Regions from separate parts of the Mus musculus genome. Here regions 2, 3 and 4 are each linked to region 1. Evidence: chromatin contacts called from public Hi-C and promoter capture Hi-C data. All regions are on one chromosome and are shown on one strand. Each heading gives the region's core, a stretch centred on a gene start, on an enhancer-like site or on the middle of the called end of the contact. The rest is flanking DNA. Distances are from core to core; before and after follow the strand shown. Region 1 holds the start of 2410002F23Rik (RIKEN cDNA 2410002F23 gene). Region 2 holds the start of Klk11 (kallikrein related-peptidase 11). Region 3 holds the start of Klk8 (kallikrein related-peptidase 8). Region 4 holds the start of Mybpc2 (myosin binding protein C, fast-type).

The links. Promoter capture Hi-C pulls out the DNA fragments that hold promoters and counts their contacts. A called contact is a pair of places that touch in the nucleus more often than the background predicts.
Region 2: a contact with region 1 is called in a promoter capture Hi-C map of neural stem cells. The contact joins the promoter of Klk11 here to the promoter of 2410002F23Rik in region 1. A contact is called at or near these places in 7 of 39 promoter capture datasets (the 3T3-L1 cell line, embryonic stem cells, hippocampal neurons and 2 more), 1 of 484 Hi-C or Micro-C datasets (embryonic stem cells), 5 of 115 datasets of contacts at active chromatin or transcription factors (the NIH/3T3 cell line, embryonic fibroblasts, embryonic stem cells and 1 more) and 1 of 9 other capture datasets (liver).
Region 3: a contact with region 1 is called in a Hi-C map of Th1 cells, with 3 times the contacts expected there. The contact joins the promoter of Klk8 here to the promoter of 2410002F23Rik in region 1. A contact is called at or near these places in 7 of 39 promoter capture datasets (embryonic stem cells, hippocampal neurons, neural stem cells and 1 more), 3 of 484 Hi-C or Micro-C datasets (Th1 cells, cortical neurons and embryonic stem cells), 8 of 115 datasets of contacts at active chromatin or transcription factors (T-cell acute lymphoblastic leukemia, embryonic fibroblasts, embryonic stem cells and 3 more) and 3 of 9 other capture datasets (adipose tissue, embryonic stem cells and liver).
Region 4: a promoter capture Hi-C map of neural stem cells shows a contact between it and region 1. The contact joins the promoter of Mybpc2 here to the promoter of 2410002F23Rik in region 1. A contact is called at or near these places in 2 of 39 promoter capture datasets (embryonic stem cells and neural stem cells), 2 of 484 Hi-C or Micro-C datasets (the G1E-ER4 cell line and embryonic stem cells), 5 of 115 datasets of contacts at active chromatin or transcription factors (acute myeloid leukemia, embryonic hindbrain, embryonic stem cells and 2 more) and 5 of 9 other capture datasets (adipose tissue, embryonic stem cells, liver and 2 more).

Annotation. Positions count from the first base shown.
Region 1 is chr7:44,245,351-44,248,273 of GRCm38.p6, forward strand. 2410002F23Rik (RIKEN cDNA 2410002F23 gene) reads left to right here and starts at 1,372. Exons shown (of 6, transcript NM_025880.4): 1 at 1,372-1,473; 2 at 2,902-2,923. LOC115486841 (a small nucleolar RNA gene) reads left to right here and starts at 2,740; the gene lies at 2,740-2,830.
Region 2 is chr7:43,774,895-43,777,817 of GRCm38.p6, forward strand. It overlaps Klk11 (kallikrein related-peptidase 11), which reads left to right and starts at 1,435. Exons shown (of 5, transcript NM_019974.2): 1 at 1,435-1,660; 2 at 1,987-2,143; 3 at 2,594-2,859. The coding sequence starts at 1,624.
Region 3 is chr7:43,796,190-43,799,112 of GRCm38.p6, forward strand. It overlaps Klk8 (kallikrein related-peptidase 8), which reads left to right and starts at 1,388. Exons shown (of 5, transcript NM_008940.3): 1 at 1,388-1,943; 2 at 2,435-2,594; 3 at 2,876-2,923. The coding sequence starts at 1,874. Klk9 (kallikrein related-peptidase 9) reads left to right here. Exons shown (of 5, transcript NM_028660.3): 5 at 1-567.
Region 4 is chr7:44,523,311-44,526,233 of GRCm38.p6, forward strand. It overlaps Mybpc2 (myosin binding protein C, fast-type), which reads right to left and starts at 1,359. Exons shown (of 28, transcript NM_146189.3): 1 at 1,261-1,359. The coding sequence starts at 1,279. It overlaps Spib (Spi-B transcription factor (Spi-1/PU.1 related)), which reads right to left. Exons shown (of 6, transcript NM_019866.1): 6 at 2,685-2,923.

The DNA.
Region 1 (2,923 bases), core at 122-2,621:
GGTCACACTGCATCTGCAGTCAGAGGGACATTTACACTGGTGCTCAGCTTTCTCCATTTATGCAGCCCATGGTTCCCCAATAGTGGGTGTGCCTTCCCAGGTCAACTAACCCAACTAAGATAACCTGTGCATGGTCAGCGGCTAAGCTAACCTAGATAACTCTCCACAAGGTATGCTCCAAGGCTTCTTTCCTAGGTAATACCAGATTTGGAGAAGTTGACCATATTAACCATCAATGTGGTAACGGGAGCCAAGCACAGAAGCAGACAGGGAGCTTTCTGAGCTCAAGGCCAGCCTGTTCTAGAGAGAGAGGCCTTGTCTCATCAAACTATTGACTTTCCTCTGGTGTGAGCCAGCAGCAATAATGGAAACTCGTTTACCTAAGAGAAGAATCTTTCCCTTTACTTCAGACCACTAGGTTCCCAGGCCAGTCTCCCCAGCGGAATGAGAAAGAGCCCTAATGAGCAGAGGGCCAGCTAAACAAAGAATACTCAGGTCACATTAAGGAATCTAGAGCTTGAAGAGTGTAACATAGACTATTTGGAGGGCAAAATGAAGAAAGAGAGAACTGGTATGAGGTGCAGACTTTTAAAAAAAAAATGTTCTATGACTTCTGTGGTTGAGGACCCACTTCGAGCTCATCCAAGTATTCAGAACCCTGACCCTTATCCCCCAAGACCTAGGGGTTCCAGCCCTCCGCCTCCTTCCTCAGACCCAGCAGTCCTTATCTCAGCCTCCAGATTCAAACCCAGTAGTGCAGCCCTCCAGCCTCACGCCCTCATACACAAGGGTCCAGACACCACCCACCCTCCCTCACACCCAGGGGTCCAGACCCCAACCTGCCCTCTTTCTGGCACAGGGAATTCCCCTCCTTTCCGCCCTAGCGTCCCCGCTCCGGGCCCGCACATCACAGAACCCAGCCCTCTAACTACACCACACCCATGGTTCCCTAAAAGTCTGCCAGTGTGTGCTGGTCCTGCCTCCCGCGCCGCAGCTGCGACTACTGCCGGGTGGGCCCTTTTAGCGGACCCCAGCTTCTGCAGCAAAAACGAGCTAGCCTGCCGCGCTGGCAAGTCGGGGGATTTCCGGTTCTGGCCAAACCCCCACCCCATGGGGGGCTTTCTCGTCCCGCCCTCTCCTTGGGAGCTGTCTAAGAGCTGCCTGACGGAAGTAACGGAAGAACCTTTCAGATATGTTCTTCATTCTCTTCATCCTCTTTGGGAACAACGTACCTTATCACCTGATCAGGAATGTCCTAAGGGCAACAGACGTTTATTCTTTCTGCCACCGTGAAAGCAGGATCCCCGGCTCAGGCGTAAGTGTGGGCTACCTCAGGGCGGGGCCCAAGAGCCGCTGGAGGCGGGGCCTTGCGAGCGCGATGGGTGGGGCTGACGGGCAGCGCGCGCTATAAATGGGGACACGCGGCGGTGGCGCGCGCCTGTGGCGATCGCGTGTGAGGTGAGGTCTGTCCCGGTGAGTTTTTCCACGGTGTTGGCCTCGGTACCTTCCAGTCGGTGGTGCTGCTTTGCACCCTGGGAAGCACGTGTCCCGAGGTGTCCGTGGCCTGGTCACGGGTGTACCTGTCGCGCGGACGGGCTCAAGGGCGCTGCTTGGGGCCGCGGGCGTGCTCGGGCTGGAACCAGGGTTTCTCTCGAAGGGGCGGATGCGGGTACTTTCGGGACAATGCCTTTCGCCAGGTTTGTGGAGCTTGGGATGCCGGGCCAGGCCTTCCTTTGTCTTGCCTTAGCCGGGCTACGCCATTTCTGCTGCTCACGTCGCGGGTCTTGTCCGCCATCTTCCCGGTTTTTTTTTTTTTTTTAGGCGACAGGGAGGGGGGTGTGTGACATAGAATCTTTCCTCCCAGTGACAGCCCCGTGCTACCTGCAGGTTCTCTCCGTAGGAAATCTCTACCACTGCCCCTCCCCCGTGTGGGATTTTGGCAATTTTGTGCAACCTAGAACACATGAGGGCTGGAGGAGGATGGGGTGTAGGGGCAGATACACGATACGGAGTTACCAAGGCGGAAGTGAGTGCACGTGGAGGACTGGATTGCTTCGGAGCAGCAGGTAGGAGTAGACGAGGAGGAAGGGAGCCAGGCCTTTGTTCACCTGCAAGAATACTAATACAATGGCTACAGGATGGTCTTGTAGGGCCTGATGGTACAAGCATTTTCGGTTCAGCTACTCAAGTAAATTACATATTTCTCCCAAAATATTTTAACCACACCTTTGCCTGTAAACCAATCTTTTTCTGCCTACTTACTGGTCAGTGCCATTATCACACTTGATTAAACTCTTTCCTCTTGGGAATCCTACTGTTCTCTTTGTGTTCCTTGCTAAATCATCTCCCAGACAGCTTTCACAGGGTGGTTCAAATCTCGCTGAGTAAGTCACTGGGCCTTCCATTTATTTATTTATTTATTTATATAAATATATATATGTATATAAGCCTATATTATATATATAAAATCTCAGCAGGGTTTTGCTTGTTTGCATTTTGCTCTGTAGAACCCCCATAGTTCTCCCACCAGGCTCCTCAGAAGGATGTGTGTCTTTGCAGGTTGTGTTTTTCAAGGTTACGAACCAAGACAGAACATCATGTCCATAGGGAATCTCTATGGACCTACTGGACTGGGGAACTTGGAGCCTCTAGTGGATTTTGTGTTTGTCAATCTTTTCTATTGTGTTAGCTTGGCCACCATCCCTGAAGGCAAGTAGCCTTGACATTGCAGAAGGCCTGAGGCTCCTGTGATGTTTAGCACTGGGCTCCAAACACCCTTGAGGACACAGTGCCCCTCCAGGACCTTTGACACCTGGAGATCTGAGGACCTCTAAATTTGATGTTCTGTACCTGTGGGCTGGCCCCACACATAACCCTCACCAAGTCCTTTCGGTATTACAGGTGTATCTTGAAGCCACGTAGC
Region 2 (2,923 bases), core at 185-2,684, 470 kb before region 1:
CACACCCGCTGAGGTTTCTCTCTCCTTTCTTGAGCCATGGCTGTCACAGGCCCTGACCTGCCTCCCCCACCGTCCTGTCCCTGCCCCTTCACCAGGCAAGCAGCCCCACCTCTATGACGCCCCAGATTCCCCCCTCTTTGGAAAGGAGAAGGGAGGGCCCAAAGGAGGCCAAGGGGCCCGCTGGGCCTAGGCTGTGAGAAGGGAGAGGCCCACAGGAGGAGAGAGAGCAATGGAGGCCTTAGAGAGGAGACAGAGACAGGCACAATGGGAGGCCTAGAAAGGGGTTGTAGGGACAAAAAGCTGTGACAAGAGGAAACAAGGATCCAAAGACAAGCAGGGACAGAAGCCTAGAGGCAGAGACCAAAATCACACACACAGAGGGGAGAGAGGGATGTGGGGGCCCGAGACTCTGAGACCTGCTGGAAAAAAAAAGGGTATACCTACAAGAAGAGGAGACCACAGGGAGAAGAGGGGCTCAGACAAGTGATATCTTGTCTCCCAGACCCCAAGGCTGCCTTGGGAGGGCCCACACACAGCTCTCTCCCAGGGCAATAAGGCAGGATTAGAAGCCCAGTCATCCCAGCGGCCCCCCTTCCGGAGGCCAAGCCCTCTGCCTGCCTGCCTGCCTGCCTTCTCCCCAGGTGCTCAGACCCAGCCTGCTGCAGTGTCAACCGCACCCTTTAGAGTTCCCATCCCCAGAGCCCAGGAATGAATCCAGGAGAGAAGGGAAGGTTCTCCCACCCCCACCCTCATCCCCACCCCCACCCCCACCCCCACCCATTCCAGAAGACTGCCATCCTAGAAGCTAGGCCTCTTCTGTCCCAGCATGCATTTTCCCCCTCTTGAAGATGTCCTTGGAAGATGGGGAGGGACTTGAAGCCACACTCTGCTTCCCTCTGTATCTCTCACCTCTAAACTGCTGCCCCCAAACTCAGTGACCTCCGTCCAGTCCGTCCCCTCAGGTGGCTTCGTCCTGCCCTTCTCTCCCACCCCCGCCAGCCAGGGCAGCTGTAGGCACCAGCTGTCCCTTAGCCAACCACACCCAGCCCAGTCCAGCTGTCCTTCACTGGAGTTCAGCAAGGTGGAGGGAGAGACTTCACTGGTTGTGGACAGACCTCACAGGTCCCTAATATTCTACATGTTGGGACATCAAAAATGAGGTCCTTACCCAGTAGTTAGCCCCTTCCCCCTTGTCTTCCCAGTTGTGGGGCTCCCAGTTGTGGAACAAGCCAGGTTCTCATGTAAAGAAAAAGAAAAATATTCTCTAAGATTTTCTCCCGGGGTCTTCCTTCTCCGAGCAGCTCAACCTGAGTGAGCCAGGAGCCTTGCCCAACAAAGCCCCTCCCAGCTGTTTTGTTGTTCTCAATATCCAGGAAGCTGCTAGCCTAGATCCAAGCCACTCTGGAAGCACAAGGCTTTTCTTACAGGCTTGGGGATTGGTGTGAGAACCAGGAGGTTCCCCTGGGGGAAGGAGGCAGGTAGTCAGAGAAGCAGAGAGACCCAACAGGTGAAGGAAAGAAGAAAACCCAAAAGCCAGCATTCTGATCGCCTCTTAAAGTGATTAGACCTCCCTCCTTGTCCCCAGGGGAACCTGGCGCCCGCCCTGCCCTACTCCAGGCCAGGATGATTCTCCGACTCATTGCACTTGCTCTGGTAACAGGTACGGTGGGGCTTAGAGGGAAGGGGGGCTCCCTATTCTACTTCTAAGGCCCCCCAGCTACAGTGACACCTGCTTGGAGATCACCCCCATGAAGTAGTCTGAGCTATACCAGGCATAATCAAGTGGGACTAAGAGGAGGAATGGGGGTGGGGGTTGGGTCCCCTCAAAATCTTAGGACAGCCACTAATGACCTGGAAGTATAGTCTTATGCCAGCACGTGACAGCTAAGAATGAGAACAGCTATTCTTTTGCTTACTTTCATTTCTGGGGTCTCTCTACCAGCCTACCCCCTCTTATGCTTGTACTTCATCTTTTGCCCCCTTCAGGGCACGTAGGGGGAGAGACGAGGATCATCAAGGGTTATGAGTGCAGGCCTCACTCACAGCCATGGCAGGTGGCCCTCTTTCAGAAGACACGGCTTCTCTGTGGGGCAACCCTCATCGCCCCCAAATGGCTCCTGACAGCAGCCCACTGCCGCAAGCCGTGGGTGCGGGGGCTGGGGCGGGGCTGGGCGGGGCTGGGAGGGGGCTGGAGATGGAGAGATGAATGGAGAGAGGGGCTGGGTCCAGAGAGAACGTGTGGGGGTGGCAGCAGTGGGTGGAGGGGTTGGGGATGGTGTGGTGTTAGCATGGATGATCAGACTGGAGAGGGTAAAGTAGCATTAGTGTGTATGACGGAGGCCTGGTTGGTATGAAGATAGAGGGTTTGGGGATGGAGTGGCATTAGTTTGTATGATGGGGATCTAGTTGAGTTGATGACAAAGGAATGAGGTGGTCTTAGAATAGATGATGGCCTTAGTCAGGATGAGGATGAAGGAGCGAGTGATGGTAGATGGGTCTGGGTGTTCACAAGGCACAATTCATCATCTCTCCCTCCCCACCCCTGCCCTGTCCCCCTACCTTTCTACCTCTGACCACATCTCTCCCACCTCAGCCATTACGTGATCCTCCTTGGAGAGCACAATCTAGAGAAGACAGACGGCTGTGAGCAGAGGCGGATGGCCACTGAGTCCTTCCCCCACCCCGACTTCAACAACAGCCTCCCCAACAAAGACCACCGGAATGACATAATGCTTGTGAAGATGTCGTCTCCCGTCTTCTTTACCCGAGCTGTGCAGCCACTCACCCTGTCCCCACACTGTGTCGCTGCAGGCACCAGCTGCCTCATTTCTGGATGGGGCACCACGTCCAGCCCCCAGTGTAGGGGCTCCTGAGGGAACCGTGATCCGGGTGGGAGATGGGGAAAGGAGACCAGATGAATCTT
Region 3 (2,923 bases), core at 138-2,637, 450 kb before region 1:
GAGAGGATGCTGCAGGATTCCAGAGCCCCAGCTTCTCTGATGCGTGTCAAAGCACCCCCGCACGCCCCATGATGAAACTCCGCCCTCTCAGACTTCGGACCCTCAGACTTCACTCCTTAGTCTCCCCCGAAGACTCCTCCCACTTAGGTCATCTTCCCTCTTGGGGTCTGCTCCCAGGCAAAACAATTATAATAAAACCACGCCCCTTCAAAAAAAAAAAAAAAACCAACTGAGACACACCTCCTTTGCTCCTGGCCCATGCTACACCATTTTAATCACCATTCTCTGGAATAGCCCAACCCTCAGGATCACCGCCAAGAAATATCTTTCCCTAAATAGCTGCTGCAACCCTTCATATTTCACCCAATAGGATTTCTTCTCTGGACTCCATCCCATTTGTCCCCACTCCTAGTCACGCTAGGACTGCGCCTATTCTGCGCACGTGGACCTCAAACAGCTCTGGGTTCTGCTCCGAGTGTGTTTTGGGTCTGACTCTTGACATAGGATGATGGGAGCATTGATCTCTCTAGAGCCCCCAGGTGAATCAGAATAAACCATAGGAACGATCACTTCCTGTCGCCTGTAATGTGGGATACAGGGTGCGCACAGGTTGGGAGGAAAGGGTAAATGAACGAACCTGCTCCGGCCGAACCTCTGCAACCTTAACAACAAGCTTATTGCAGCACCTTGGGACTTCAGCCAGGGCTGGTCCCGCCGCCCTGGGAGGAAGGGGAAACCAGGTTACAGCGCCACCCTAACCTGCCTACCCAGATGCCCCGGGCTGGTTCCTGACCCGCCCTCAAAGTCCCCAACCAGAACACCGCCTTTCCCAATTTTCACAAAATTCAGTTTCAAGCCCATCCTTCATTAAGGACAGAGAACTTAATTCCAGCCCCCTGCTTCTTCAGACCCTGCAGAACACCCCAGTCCTTCTTCAGATTCAACCTCCACCCTCCAACTCCGAAGTCTAAATCAGAGCTCCTCCCTTAAATCCAGGGGTTCAGATGAGGTATTCAAACCCCAACTCACTTCCCTCGGACTCGGGGATTCAAGCTTTCACTTTTCTCCCTCAGACTCGGGTCCAGGCTTTGTTCCTTCTCTCTCAGACCAAGATATCCAAATACCAGCCCTCCTCCATCAGGCCCACGAGCCCAGGTTCCAGTTGCCTCCCTCCGACCCATCTCTTCCGTTCTACCCCGGGGGTCGGTGCACTGCCCCTCTAGTCCTCACCTCGGTTTCCGAGGCTCCAGTCCCTCCTCCTAAAGTCACTCCAGCCCGTGCCCCTCCTCGAGCGCTTGCGGGTTCAGCCGCACCGCAGCAAGGTGCGGGCAGAAGGCGGGGCCGTGGGCGGGGCTTCCTCGTTAAAAGGCTGCAAAATCTTGTACCCGACACACCGAAGGGAAGTCCGGGGGCCTCTTCCACCGAGTCCGAGTGACCCCGCCCCTTGCATTCTGGAAGGTGAGGCGCAGAGGTCCCCAGACACGGACCTCAGGCGCAGGGAGGTCCCCTTTCTCTGAGCCCAGGACCCTCCCACCCCCAGGCTCACATTCTTTCTCTCAGGATCTTCAAGCGGGTCTCTTAAGCTCCCTCTTCCCCAGGACGTTGGAGTCACAGCCTCAGATCTTTCTCTCCAATCTCACAAGTGGGCCAGAACTCCTTTATAATGTCTGGATCCCCAACAGCAAGCTCTCCCCCACACTAAAATTCGGGGATCTAGAGCTCTGCCCTAGCTTTCTCAGCCCCTAGCTCCATCCTCCAGCAAGACTCAAGACAGCTCCGGAAACACCTCCTTCCCCCAGTTCCCCAGACAACAAGATCTCAGGCTCCTCCCTCGGACTTCCTCTTAGTTCCACCCTCTTCCTCAGAGGCCACCATGGGACGCCCCCCACCCTGTGCAATCCAGCCGTGGATCCTTCTGCTTCTGTTCATGGGAGCGTGGGCAGGTGAGAGGAACAGGTCCCACCACCCAGGGCCTTCAGTGGGGTAGGGGTTACTGGACTCTGAGTGAGTTCCTTCTGACACGTGGGTGTGTGGGTGCCTGTGGTGGGCTTGGGGACCGGGGAGCTTTCTTGGTAGCGAGTAGAGATAGCAACTCAGTGGTGAGGAAGTGGGTTGAGTTTCCCATAGATGCATGGCTGCGGAAGAGATTCTTATTGCCTGTCAGACAAAGCTGAATTTGGTGTGGGGATGTCTAGAACTCGTGTAGACGTGCGTGGAAGCATGGTGAGGGCTGTGCCTAGTGTTGATTATTCTCAGGTCTCAGTGAACTTACATGTGGCCATGTTCCAATGGATGCTGGAAACTTATCTGTTGAAGGCATAAGAGACGGTCCGCAGAGGAACTGGCCTGTGTGTCCATTTGAACCCACAGTGGCTTTCCTGGCTGGGGCTCTGACATCGAGGGTGGCGACCCACCCTTCTCCTTCCTGATGCAGGGCTCACCAGAGCTCAGGGCTCCAAGATCCTGGAAGGTCGAGAGTGTATACCCCACTCCCAGCCTTGGCAGGCAGCCTTGTTCCAGGGCGAGAGACTGATCTGTGGGGGTGTCCTGGTTGGAGACAGATGGGTCCTCACGGCAGCCCACTGCAAAAAACAGTGAGTGAAGGGCTGGGCACATGTGGGTGGACCTGGAGGGAAGAGGCTCAGGGCTCTGTTTGAGGAAGAGGAGGAAGTTAAAACTTGGGTCTGAGGGAGGAGGGCTAAGGAGGACTGCTGGATCTGAGGCAGACAGGCTAGGGCCTGGACTCCTGGGCTTGGTGGAAGATGAATGGGTTCTGAGGGAGAAGGAGTGGAAAGAACCCCCAAGTACCCCCAACTTCCTTCTGGGTTCCAAGATCCACCCTCACTCCTCACCCCCTCCACCCCTCCTTGTGCAGGAAGTACTCCGTGCGTCTGGGTGATCATAGCCTCCAGAGCAGAGATCA
Region 4 (2,923 bases), core at 109-2,608, 280 kb after region 1:
AGGGGAACAGCCACCTAGGGGTAGGTGACACCAGGGCTTGTGTGCAGTGCCCACTTCCACAAAAGGAGAAAGCCCTAACCAGCATATAGACTATCCCTGCCCCCTAAGGACCTAATGCCTCCCGTGCCTAACTGCACATGAAGAGAGACGGGGGTGCTGGGACATGGCCAGTATTTGCCAAGCAGGTAGGAGGCTCTGGATTCCTTCCCCAGCACAGCAGGAAAAAGAGGGCCCCACCCATGGAAGAGAGACACACGATTCCTTCACAGAAGTCCAATGCGCACACCAAAGGGGTTCTCATATTTACACAGAAGAGTATCGTTCCATGCACATGGAGTCCTGTTGTGTCCATAGAAGCACCCTATGATCCTAATCTTCACTCAGTGAGGAGACTCAACTACCTCGAGGGTGCTCGCCCACCTGGAGAGGACCCTGTCCCCAAGCTGAGCCCCAGCAATGCACAAGCAAGATCCTGTCAGCCTCAAGAAAAAGAGACACCCACATAGAAAAAAAAAATTATATTGCCAGGCCATGGTGGTGCACGCCTTTAATCCCAGCACATGGGAGGCAGAGGCAGGTGGATCTCTTGTGAGTTTGAGACCAAGCTGGTCTACAGTGCTAGTTCTAGGACAGCCAAAGCCAGGGATACACCAGAGAAACCCTGTCTTGAAAAACCAAAAAGAAAAAGGGGATGGGGAGAAAAAAGAAAGGAAAGGAAAGAAGAAAAGGAGACACACACACACACACACACACACACCCCCAGCAGGGTGTAGTAGCCCATGCCTGCCGTCCAGTCTTGGTAGACTGAGGCAGTATGATTTTAGGACTTCCCAGCCAGCCTTAGCTCCGGAGTGAGTTTGGGGCCAGCCTAGGCTGCAGACTTTGAGGACAGCCTGGAGGGCTTGGGGGCAGGGGTGGGGTGAGAGAGCAAAGAGAGAAGGGGAGAGAGAAAGAAAACCGAGGCCAATTTATAATTGCACAACTGAGATTTCTACCCAAGATGGGTCTCCCAGTCCCCGAAGAGGAAGGGGACTCCTGACCCTACACAGACAATAGACCTCATGGTCCTGCATTAGGAAGGGACCCATCTGTGCACACAGAAAGGGTCCCTCTTCCCCAAGCAGGAAAGGAACCTACACTCTACCTAGATGTAGGAACAGGCAAAGGACCCCCTCCTCCCATAGTAGAAATCCCCTTGTGTGCACCCTACCCTCCACCCCATCCCCACCCCCACCCCCAAGAAGGTTTCGGGCCAGCCACCTGGTTTAGCCTCAGGCATGTCGGCGACCTTCTCCTGCTCCCAGGACTTGGGACCGCAGTGGCTCTAACCAGGCCCTAGCAGGGACAGGTGGGTCTCCAGGAGGAGCCCTTTATGGAGTCTCGAGACTCCCAGGAGGCAGCGCAGGGCCGCCCCGCATTCCTCTTGCATGCTCTAAAGGGCGAGAAATAGCGAGCAGGCAGGAGTGGAGGGATGCCAAGGCCCTAGTGGGGATGGGATGTGGTGCTTAGACACCTGAGTCTGTGGAGGTGCAAAGGTGAAGACTGCGTGACCGCAGAAAGAGGGGAACTGGAACCCCAGAGTCTGGGGGCACAGGGGTCCAGATTCTTAGGTCCTGGATGAAGTGGGGGGGAGAAGGAGGAACGAGAAGTGGCCAGAGCACAAGATGGGGAGAGGGGGGAAGCAGAGAGGGCACTTGTGTGGGGGCAAAGAACGAGGAGGAAAAGAGAAAAGGAAAAAAGGGAGGGAAATCCTGGGTCTTGGGAACGGGCGTGGGGGGCTGGGAGTCTCAGGTGCACGGGGCAAGCGGGGCGGGTTCTGGAAGCCTTTCTTAGCCCCAGTCAGGAGTTTTCTAGAAACCAGAGACGGGAAGGATAGTCCGATTTCCCCCGCGTAGGCAGGACGGGTGCCGGCCTCAGGGAAGAGTTCTCGGTGTCCCTCCCGCCCTATTCTGATCCGGGTCCCAATGGGAGCGGCCTGGCCGGCTGCCCGTCACCGGCCAAGTGCAGAGAGGCCGGGAAGGCCCTGGAGAGCTGCCCAGGCCCGGCTCCTTCCCAGCACCAGAGGGGAGGAGCGGGTAAGGAGGAGGAGAGGGACACTTGGGGAACCACAGGTGTGGCTGGCCCAGAAGGGTGTCAGAGGAAGGAACCAGGGTATCGAAGACAAGCTGTCCTCCCCCCCCCCTTTTACTCTTTGTGTCCCTCCCTCCTTTCTACTTTCAAAAAAAAGATCCCCTAACAGCCGGAAGCTTCCTGGCTTCTGGGGGCACAAAGTCCTGTCACACCATTGGTTGCAGTGCAAAAACTTCCACCTCGCTCCCTAGGGAGCAGGCAAGTTGCACAGCAACCCATTGTAGTAACACACCCCTGTAACCCGGAATTCCAGAGACTGAGCTGAGACAGGGCCATTGGAGTGACTTCAAGACCAGCCTGAACTACAACGTAAGGAAGAGCCTATCTTCAAGACAAAAAAACAAAAACCGAACAGTCAGATGTCTGGAATGGAGGGGTGAGCAGAAAAGCAAGGTGGGAAACAATGGTTTCCTCATTCAAGCCCTAGCCTGGCCCACCACCTTCCTTTCTCCCTCCCCCTCCCTCCCCCTCCCTCCCTATGACTGCCACAGTCTCAGAAGAGTTCATGTGGAGGTGCAGGGGACAGTTCCTAATAAAGGGTCCCAAGACGGCTTAATTTTGATGTACACTTTATTTATTATGCATGTATAGTGGTGATGAGAAATAATTTTATTTAGTACAGTTTAGCCTTGACCACATGGACATCTGGATCTTCCATGACCCTGTTCCCCCTCCCGGCCACCCACAGAGGTGAGTTCCGGTGTGTCACAGGCTCATTGGGGAGGCTCATGGGGTTGCAAAGAGTTTTAAGGGCCTCTTCATCGTCTGTTTCTCAGAGAGACGGAAGCCTGAG